Linked DNA regions of Mus musculus: regions 2 and 3 are each linked to region 1. The links are chromatin contacts, called in public Micro-C and promoter capture Hi-C maps. All regions are on one chromosome and are shown on one strand. Each heading gives the region's core, a stretch centred on a gene start, on an enhancer-like site or on the middle of the called end of the contact. The rest is flanking DNA. Distances are from core to core; before and after follow the strand shown. Region 1 holds the start of Adamts2 (a disintegrin-like and metallopeptidase (reprolysin type) with thrombospondin type 1 motif, 2). Region 2 holds the start of Zfp354c (zinc finger protein 354C). Region 3 holds the start of Grm6 (glutamate receptor, metabotropic 6).

The links. Hi-C and Micro-C count contacts between places; a contact is called where the count stands out from the background. Capture Hi-C pulls out chosen DNA fragments and counts their contacts.
Region 2: a contact with region 1 is called in a promoter capture Hi-C map of adipose tissue. The contact joins the promoter of Zfp354c here to the promoter of Adamts2 in region 1. A contact is called at or near these places in 3 of 39 promoter capture datasets (the 3T3-L1 cell line and hippocampal neurons), 2 of 484 Hi-C or Micro-C datasets (both in embryonic stem cells) and 2 of 9 other capture datasets (adipose tissue and liver).
Region 3: a Micro-C map of embryonic stem cells shows a contact between it and region 1, with 3 times the contacts expected there. The contact joins the promoter of Grm6 here to the promoter of Adamts2 in region 1. A contact is called at or near these places in 1 of 39 promoter capture datasets (embryonic stem cells), 5 of 484 Hi-C or Micro-C datasets (all in embryonic stem cells), 1 of 115 datasets of contacts at active chromatin or transcription factors (embryonic stem cells) and 1 of 9 other capture datasets (liver).

What each region holds. Positions count from the first base shown.
Region 1 is chr11:50,600,685-50,603,453 of GRCm38.p6, reverse strand. Adamts2 (a disintegrin-like and metallopeptidase (reprolysin type) with thrombospondin type 1 motif, 2) reads right to left here and starts at 1,369. Exons shown (of 22, transcript NM_175643.3): 1 at 1,155-1,369; 2 at 1-217. The coding sequence starts at 1,290.
Region 2 is chr11:50,826,210-50,828,990 of GRCm38.p6, reverse strand. Zfp354c (zinc finger protein 354C) reads left to right here and starts at 1,260. Exons shown (of 5, transcript NM_013922.4): 1 at 1,260-1,412; 2 at 2,481-2,565. The coding sequence starts at 2,533.
Region 3 is chr11:50,849,284-50,851,983 of GRCm38.p6, reverse strand. Grm6 (glutamate receptor, metabotropic 6) reads right to left here and starts at 1,299. Exons shown (of 11, transcript NM_173372.2): 1 at 1,145-1,299; 2 at 357-853. The coding sequence starts at 842.

The DNA of each region.
Region 1 (2,769 bases), core at 120-2,619:
TCTCGGCCGAATACTGTGAGGTTGTAGAAAAGGCGTCCTCCAGGGTCCTGAGCAGCGCCTCCGGGCAAGCCCGAGGTCTGGTCCAGGGCAGCTCTGCGGGCTCGTACCCCCGCCCCGGCCGTCTCCAAAGACACCACGTGGGACACCAAGCGGCCCTGGGCGTCAGTGCGCACCGGCACCGCCAGGATGCGCTCGGCTCCTTGCCCCGGGGGCCCGCCTGCAAAAGAAAGGGGCGTTAGACTTAGCGGAGACCTCGGAGACTCTGAGCCTGTCGGCGGAGCCCGGCGCCCCCAGCCCTTGCCTCAGTTGAAGAAAAGGGACATTCCACCACGAAGCCTCCAGGAAGGGGCGTTGACAGGACCACCAGTCCGGAACCACGTCGCCTGCGGGCCGTCCCCTCTAGAGGACCAAGCCAGCAAAAGAGCTGCCCCAGTGGATTCCCAATTGAGGTTCCTCGGACACCTCGCAGTTACCCTAAAGAGCGACCCCATCAAAGTGCCCTCGCTCCTTAATTATACCGTCCTTGGTAGGACACGGGGCTCCTCGGAAATTATTCCACCTTGGTCCCCTGCTCATGCACCCTGACCCTTCAGCGGTCCCTGCTGCCCAAATGTCCTCACCATTGGCCTCCGGAGCAACCAGGTTCATAGGCGGCCTGTCCTCAGTCCAGCATCGGGCAGCCCACTGTCAGCCCCCCTCGCCCCGTACACTTAAGCCCGGGAGAGGTGGAGCAGGGTCCCACTAATCTCCGGGGAACCTCTCCGGGACAACCCATCCAATGCTCAGGGCCCGCAGGCGGCGCGCTCCGCACCGGCTCCTCCCGAGCGTCCCCGGGCGCCGCCTTGCCCTGGCTCCCCCGGACCCGCTGGTGCTGGTTCTGCGCGCTCCGCCGCTGGGTTTTCCCGGCCCTCCAGCGCCACACTCTGCATCTCGAGAGAGGCAAGTGCTCCGAGGCTCCTTGCGTTCCAAGGCATCGGGGTGCGCCCCCTGCGCGACCGCCCCGGCCCCGAAGTTGGCCAACTTGGCCCCGGGCGCGGCGCACAGAGTTTGCCCAAGTCGCCTCGGACGATGCTTGAGGAAGGGTCGGCGGGACGCACCGGGCAGGTTAGTGTGGCCGGAGGGTCGCGGGAAGTGGGGACCAGGCTGGCACCTACCTGGGGGCTCGGTGGCGGCGACGAGCCGGACGCTCGCGGGCGGCGGCGGCAGCAGCAGGAGAGGCGGCGGCGGCAGCAGCAGCAGCAGTAGAGCGGGGCAGAGCAGGCGGCGAGCGGCTCCCGCCGGCGGATCCATGGCAGCCCGACCGCAGCCGGGGCCCCGCACTCGCAGCCGGCGCGAAAGTTCCCCGCGCGCTGCCCAGCCCACATCTGGGGGCAGCTGGAGCCGCCCGCAGCTGCAGCACCGCAGGGCGCGGGGCGGAGGAGGCGAGGCGCGCAGGAGAGGGCGGGGAGCGCGGAGGGAAGGCGGGGAGAGCGAAGGAGCGAGCTAGCTAGCGGGCGAGGGAGGCGGGAGGAGGAGGCGAAGGCAAGCGAGGGGGAGGGCGGGGACGGCGGGCGCCTCAGCCTGCGGTGACCCGGCGCTTCTTGGCGCGGCCGCCGCCCGCTCCCCTCCTCGCTTCCCGACTCGCAGCTAGGCAGAGACACCCCGAGGCGGCGGCAGAGAAGCGCTGGAAGCCGGCCAGGGGTAGCCCACCGCGGGTCCCAAGTCACCTCGAAGGAGTGGCACCCCACCCGGAGAGCCCTATGTAGTGCGAGTCGCACTCTGCTGCCTTGGGACTCCAGGGGCCGTCTCACCCTCATTCTGTGCCTTGTAGCTGGATGAGACACGGGAAGGAAAAGAGGGTCTGGGAGGACATTGAGCCTGTTTCTATGTCCAGATGGAGGCTCCAGAGGTGGGTCGATACTTCCCCTCACGGAGCACTCCCCCAGGCTATCTCAAAGATCAACTTTTGCCCTCACTAAAAAAAAAAAAAAAAAAAAACCGAGGTTCCCTCAGCCCCCAACCCCTCTCTTTCCCTCTTCCAGTTCATCAGCCCCTGGGTCCCTCCACGCCCTCCATTGCAACCTCTGGTGGAGACTCTCCCTTCCCTCTCTTAACTTCGAGCACAGCTTAGTTGCTGACCTCAGCTGCCTCAGTGGGTCTCCTGCCACAGTCTGCCCTTGGGTCCACCAGAAACAGTCCTGAACACTCTTCCCCGTTTCCAGGTGAACATGCAAGGGCAGAGGCAAACGTCCCTGCCAGTTTGCTGTGAGTTCCAGTTTCTAACAGGATCCATCTTCTCCAGCAGGGTCCTGGTTCTCCCATTTCCTGGAGTCACTGTCCTGCCAAGGCTGTTGTCCTTGGGCACAGTGACTCCCCCAGCTCTTGTTTTCCTGGGTATCTCTTTCAGGCCCCCATGTATTGGAACACTTTTGCAATGTTATGTCCAGTTTTTGTTTTGCTCTTCCAGATAAAGACACCTGTCTCTTTGCTCTTCCACTCGCCCTTCCCCAAGCCAGTGTGGCAAGCCTAAAGCAGAAGGTACAGAGATGACTCCCTATGAACAAGAGGGCCCAGTCTTATGAGGGAAACTACATGATTTGTACAACTGGTGGCTTTCATGGTGACTTCAGATCCTTGGTTCTGTCCTTCCTGGGGCATGGTGTGCGGGCGTGGACCGCTGTAGTCTGACAACCACCCAGTGGCTTCCTTGCCTCCTGGGGACACCTGGAGTTGGATCTACTCTTCAGAAACAGTGATTTCTTGCTGTCAACATTGAAAGATGATGAGATT
Region 2 (2,781 bases), core at 11-2,510, 230 kb before region 1:
AATTGTATCTTATATCTTGGGTATCCTAGGTTTGGGGCTAATATCCACTTATCAGTGAGTACATATTGTGTGAGTTCCTTTATGAATGTGTTACCTCACTCAGGATGATGCCCTCCAGGTCCATCCATTTGGCTAGGAATTTCATAAATTCATTCTTTTTAATAGCTGAGTAGTACTCCATTGTGTAGATGTACCACATTTTCTGTATCCATTCCTCTGTTGAGGGGCATCTGGGTTCTTTCCAGCTTCTGGCTATTATAAATAAGGCTGCTATGAACATAGTGGAGCATGTGTCCTTCTTACCAGTTGGGGCGTGGACACTATGCCCCCCCTTAGAATTGGGAACAAAACACCCATGGAAGGAGTTACAAAGACAAAGTTTGGAGCTGAGATGAAAGGATGGACCATGTAGAGACTGCCATATCCAGGGATCCACCCCATAATCAGCATCCAAACGCTGACACCATTGCATATACTAGCAAGATTTTATCGAAAGGACCCAGATGTAGCTGTCTCTTGTGAGACTATGCCGGGGCCTAGCAAACACAGAAGTGGATGCTCACAGTCAGATAATGGATGGATCACAGGGCTCCCAATGGAGGAGCTAGAGAAAGTACCCAAGGAGCTAAAGGGATCTGCAACCCTATATGTGGAACAACATTATGAACTAACCAGTACCCCGGAGCTCTTGACTCTAGCTGCATATGTATCAAAAGATGGCCTAGTTGGCCATCACTGGAAAGAGAGGCCCATTGGACACGCAAACTTTATATGCCCCAGTACGGGGGAACGCCAGGGCCAAAAAGGGGGAGTGGGTGGGTAGGGGAGTGGGGGTGGGTGGGTATGGGGGACTTTTGGTATAGCATTGGAAATGTAAATGAGCTAAATACCTAATAAAAAATGTAAAAAAAATAAACTACAATGATTAGTGATGTGGGCTAGGGTTCTCCTAGAGTTTTGTTTTGTTTTACTTTTTTTGGTTTTAGTCTCGCTATGTAGTCCTGGCTGTCCACATGTAGTCAGTCAGGCTGGCCTGGTACCTATGGGTACCTCGCTCCTAAACCCTAAATTCCACTTTTGTCCTGTCACATCACTTCACCCTCCTAGCAAACAAGTCTGAGGGACTGACTGAGAGAGCAGGGACAGGCTTGCTGGATTTGCAGTGCAACACGACCCGACTCAGCTTTCAGAACGCGCCTGGCCCCGGTGCCTTCTGGGAGGTGTAGTCAGAAAAGACCTCAGGCATGCCGGGAGTAGTAGTTCTCTGGGGCTTCTCCCGGTGGCGGGGCTGCTCGCGGCGTTTTGGGGGGCTCCTGGTGGAGGTGATCCTGACTGTGCTAGGAGAGAGCGTCTGGGGCCGACATCCTCGAGACTGCTCGTGCTGAGAGTGGTGGGAGCGAGCGCCGGCGTCCGTGAGTGGGGTGAAGAGGGGCGACCGGGGCGTAGCGGGCGGTGGGCTTCCCGGCGAGCCCGGCGCGGCCTGGCGACTGCTCTGCGGCCTCAGGCTCGGGGATCTTTCTGCGGGTTTGGCCCTCCACGAAGCGTGGCTGGGACCAAACTGCGGATCCAGAGGCCTGTGCATCTTCTGTAGCATCTTAGCTATGCAGATCATAAAATCAACAGCCGATACCTAGCAGTCTAATCTAACTTAATGAATTAGCGCATCTAATAGCAAGTTACAGGCCCCTTGGCCCTTCATTGTGCCTATGGTGCAGAAGAAGAAACCAAGGCACATTGTGGCCCGAGAGTTCTCTGAGTCTTGATCGGAGCCTTAGACTGAAAGCAGAATTTCCTTCCCATTTGTGATGCTTGCTGTCTTGTCACTTTGGGCAGGCTGTGAACCTCCTGGCTGTCCACCTCAGCCACGTCGACAGCACAGCCCCACCTCTGCTGCACAGAGGACTGGTTCCAGGAATTCCCAAACAGCCAACACTTAAGTTCTTGCGGTAGACAGACACAGCATTTGCAGAGAGCTTGGACACATTATCCTTTGTACTTTAAATCAGTCCTGCCCAACCTTTTGACATTGCCACGAATCTTGTACAAGGTGCTAAAGGGTCTGTAGGTGGGTGTGGAGGGATCAGTGTAAGAAAGAAGAAGAGTGATTAATATACAGAAGGGATGTAGTTTTGGCAGGTTGGCTTTGTCAGTGTTCCTGTCATTTGGTACCATTATGGGTGGGTTTTAAAACTTAATTTATTTTCATGTGTGTATGTTTGTGTCTGTTTGTGTGTCTGTGCCCATGAGCACACAGTACCTAAGGAAGCCAGAGAGGATGTTGGATCCCCTGTAGTTACAAGTAGCTGTGGATAGCCCAATGTGGGTGCTGATAATCAAACTTCTTTGCGAACAAGGGAAGTGCTTTTAATCACACAGCCACTTCTCCAGACCCCTTTGTGGGTGGCTTTACCCTCCTGGCTCCAAGCCTTCCCTTTGTACCAGAATTCCTTACTACACCTTTTTTTTTTTTTTCTTCCCAGGCATATTTGGTCAGCACTCGGCTCTCCTTTGGCAGAAAAACTAAGAAGGGAAATGGCTGTGGATTTGCTGGCTGCCCGAGGCACAGTAAGTGAAGCTTGTCTTTGCATAAATTGCTTTCTGACTCAGATGTGGATGTGTTTCCATTTTCTGCCCCTGCCAATTTTTTCCCTTGCAAAATTAGCATTTAACAGGGGTATGCAAACTCCAGTTTGAAGCTGACCTGCAAAGAAAAGATACAAAAGCCTCCCTCCTCACACTTATCAAAGGATTCTGCCAGGCCCAGCACAGATGATAGCCACC
Region 3 (2,700 bases), core at 50-2,549, 250 kb before region 1:
TTCTAAAGAAGGGCCTAGTTCCCCTGAAATCTAAATATCTTTGTCACCTACAGGTGCTCACGAGAGGAAGCACCTTGCAAGATTGAACAAGGTGTCAGCAGAACCTGAATGGGTGGACAAGTGGGTCTAGGTTCAATCTGCCCTTAGCCAACCTTGTCAGGACACAGACTTCTGGAGAAAGGGGTACCCTTCACACAAAGATGCCAGACCAACCAAGCTGGGAAAATTGATCTGCCTCTGTGGACAAAACCTTTTTAATCTGGATGATTGGGAGAGATTGAAACAGATTCTTCCAGAAGTTAGTAAAGGTATCGACCACCTGGGAGGGACGACGGGTGACAGACGCCCGCCCTCACCGCAAACAGGCGCAAGACATTGGCGACCATGATGGACACGGAGCTAGCTGAGGCGCCCACCACCGCCACGACGCGTTCAGGAGGCGCGGCGCGCAGCGGGGGGACGCCCCCAGGGCAGCGCACGCTGGCCTCTTCGCCGTCTCCGCGGCCTCGGATGAGCGCCTGCACGAAGCTCAGCGCCTGCTCCAGAGCGTAGGTGTCCCGCGAGCAGGTGTCGAGCAGCCGCGCGCCTAGTCGCACACCGGGCAGGAGCTCCGGGTCGGCGTTGATGCGGTCCAGCGCGTAGAGCATCGCCTCCAGCCGGTGCACTCCCTGCTCCTTCTTCAGCGTCCCGCACGCACGCCCTGCGGCGCCCCGGGCGTGCACCGGGAAGAGGCCGCCCAGCGTCAGGCCGCCTGCCAGGCGCACCGAGCCCGCACCGTGAGCTATGCCCGCCTGCGACAGCCACCAGGCTAGCCACAGCAGCAGCACTCGGAGCCGCCCCATCTGCTCCTGGACTGCGGGAAAGGAAGTTACCGGGACGCCTTGAGAGCCGGCGGACGAAGCTGCCACCCCGTGCTCAGCTGCCACTTCGGGATTCTGGCCGGACACCGAGAGCGCAGGAAAAGTTGGTGACTCGCGCACCAGCAACTCAGCAGCCTCTCCCAGGCCTCCAGAGGATTGCTCTCATTCTCCCTGAAAAGTCCCCCTGTTGATGGTCGGTCCCGCTCCTTCCCCCACAGTTCTGGGCAGCTCTTCCTCTGGACCCACCCCAGCGCACCCTAGGCTACCTCCCCAGTGGTGCTTACCTGAGCCAACCTCTGGCTAGTAGGACGAGTCTGTGACAGCTGTAAAATCAGAGCTACAGTCTAGAGGATTTAAGGATTCTGGGGAGGGATGAGGGTGAGGGCAGAGACCCCCTCCAGAGCTTGAGAGTGGAGGAAGGGCTCTCTTCTCTCTCTGCCTCTCTGACTCCCTGGGTCTGCTTCTCCCCTAGACTGCCTTTAAATTGTCTGACCCAGCAACACCAATAAGCTTGGCCACTCATCCTCAATATGCCGATTAAAGAGACAGATAAGAGTGAAAGTTGGAGATAAGAGATTTACACAATCAGTCCCGCCACCCCGAGAAGAGGAACAAAGAAGTCCAGGGACTCCCCTGGTCGGTCTTCAGAGACTTAGGTTTAAACAGAAAAGGACATGCATAGCCAAGTGGTTCTGGTTGCTGGGGTTCAGTCTCTCCTGCAAGGTGGTCTGACAGGTTGTGAAACTGTGTCATCTCTGTCTGGGAAGCAAGCTTCCTCTCTGACTGCACCAGGCTTCCGGGAGAGCACACAGGTGTTTCTAAAGCCCCTAACAAGAGCCTTGCAGCCGGTCTGACGCTGCTCTGGTCTCGGTCTCTCTGTGTTCTGCATTTCTGTATCTGCCTAGACGTTCTCCAAACGTGGCTTATTCCACTCGTAGTGTCTCCCTACCCCACCCCCTACGTTCTCAAACTTTCTTGCCTTCCTGCCGTTTTCATTCTCTGTCCTGACCACTAGAACCTTTTCTCTTTTCAGATATTGGTGTATGTATTATCTATCGTGTGCGAGCGTGCATGGTTTTGTGTGTGTGTGTGTGTGTGTGTGTGTGTGTGTGTGTGTGTGTGTGTGTGTGTGTGATATGCGGCACATGCCCTCTCACGCCAGAGTTAGTTCTCTCCCTTTTGGTTTGGGACCGGGACAAGGTGCATAGTTTGCATATCAAAGCAGACCTGACTTCAGGGATCTCCCAGCATCCCCCAGTCCCTACCTGACATACCCTGCCTCCCACCCTGAACTTTCCAGCCCAGGGGCTGGGCTGCCTTTTTCCCAGAGGTTCTTCCCTATGTGATCCAGACATTTTGGTCTCTTTCTCTCTTCCTTCTGTTCCTTCTCTTCTCTCTCTGTGTTGGAGACCGGCATTGAGCCATAAGCCAAAGCTCCCCTTCCTTCGTGAGAAACTTCGGACCTTTTGAGAGATGTTGGGGACTGACACTGAGTCATAAGCCAAAGTTCCGCTCCCTCCTGGAGGAGAGACTTCCGACCTTTTGAAATGACAGCTGACACAACATCAAGGGCAGATAATAGTATCTGCAAACTTTCTGTGAAAAAACACAGAATGTCCCCTGAGCTAAGAGTAGATAGCACCTTCCCGGGCAGTTGTGCAGAACCACCCCTGCCTGCGGGCTGAGGCACGGGCAAGTTTCTCCCTCTTTACTTCCTTCCTCCTTGCCGCTTATATTCTGTAACCTTACTCTCAATAAACAGACCTTGATGGATCTACTTGGTCTGTCTCTTATTTCCCGCCCGTTTCTCTTTCAGGCAAGGTCTCCCTCAGACCCCCTG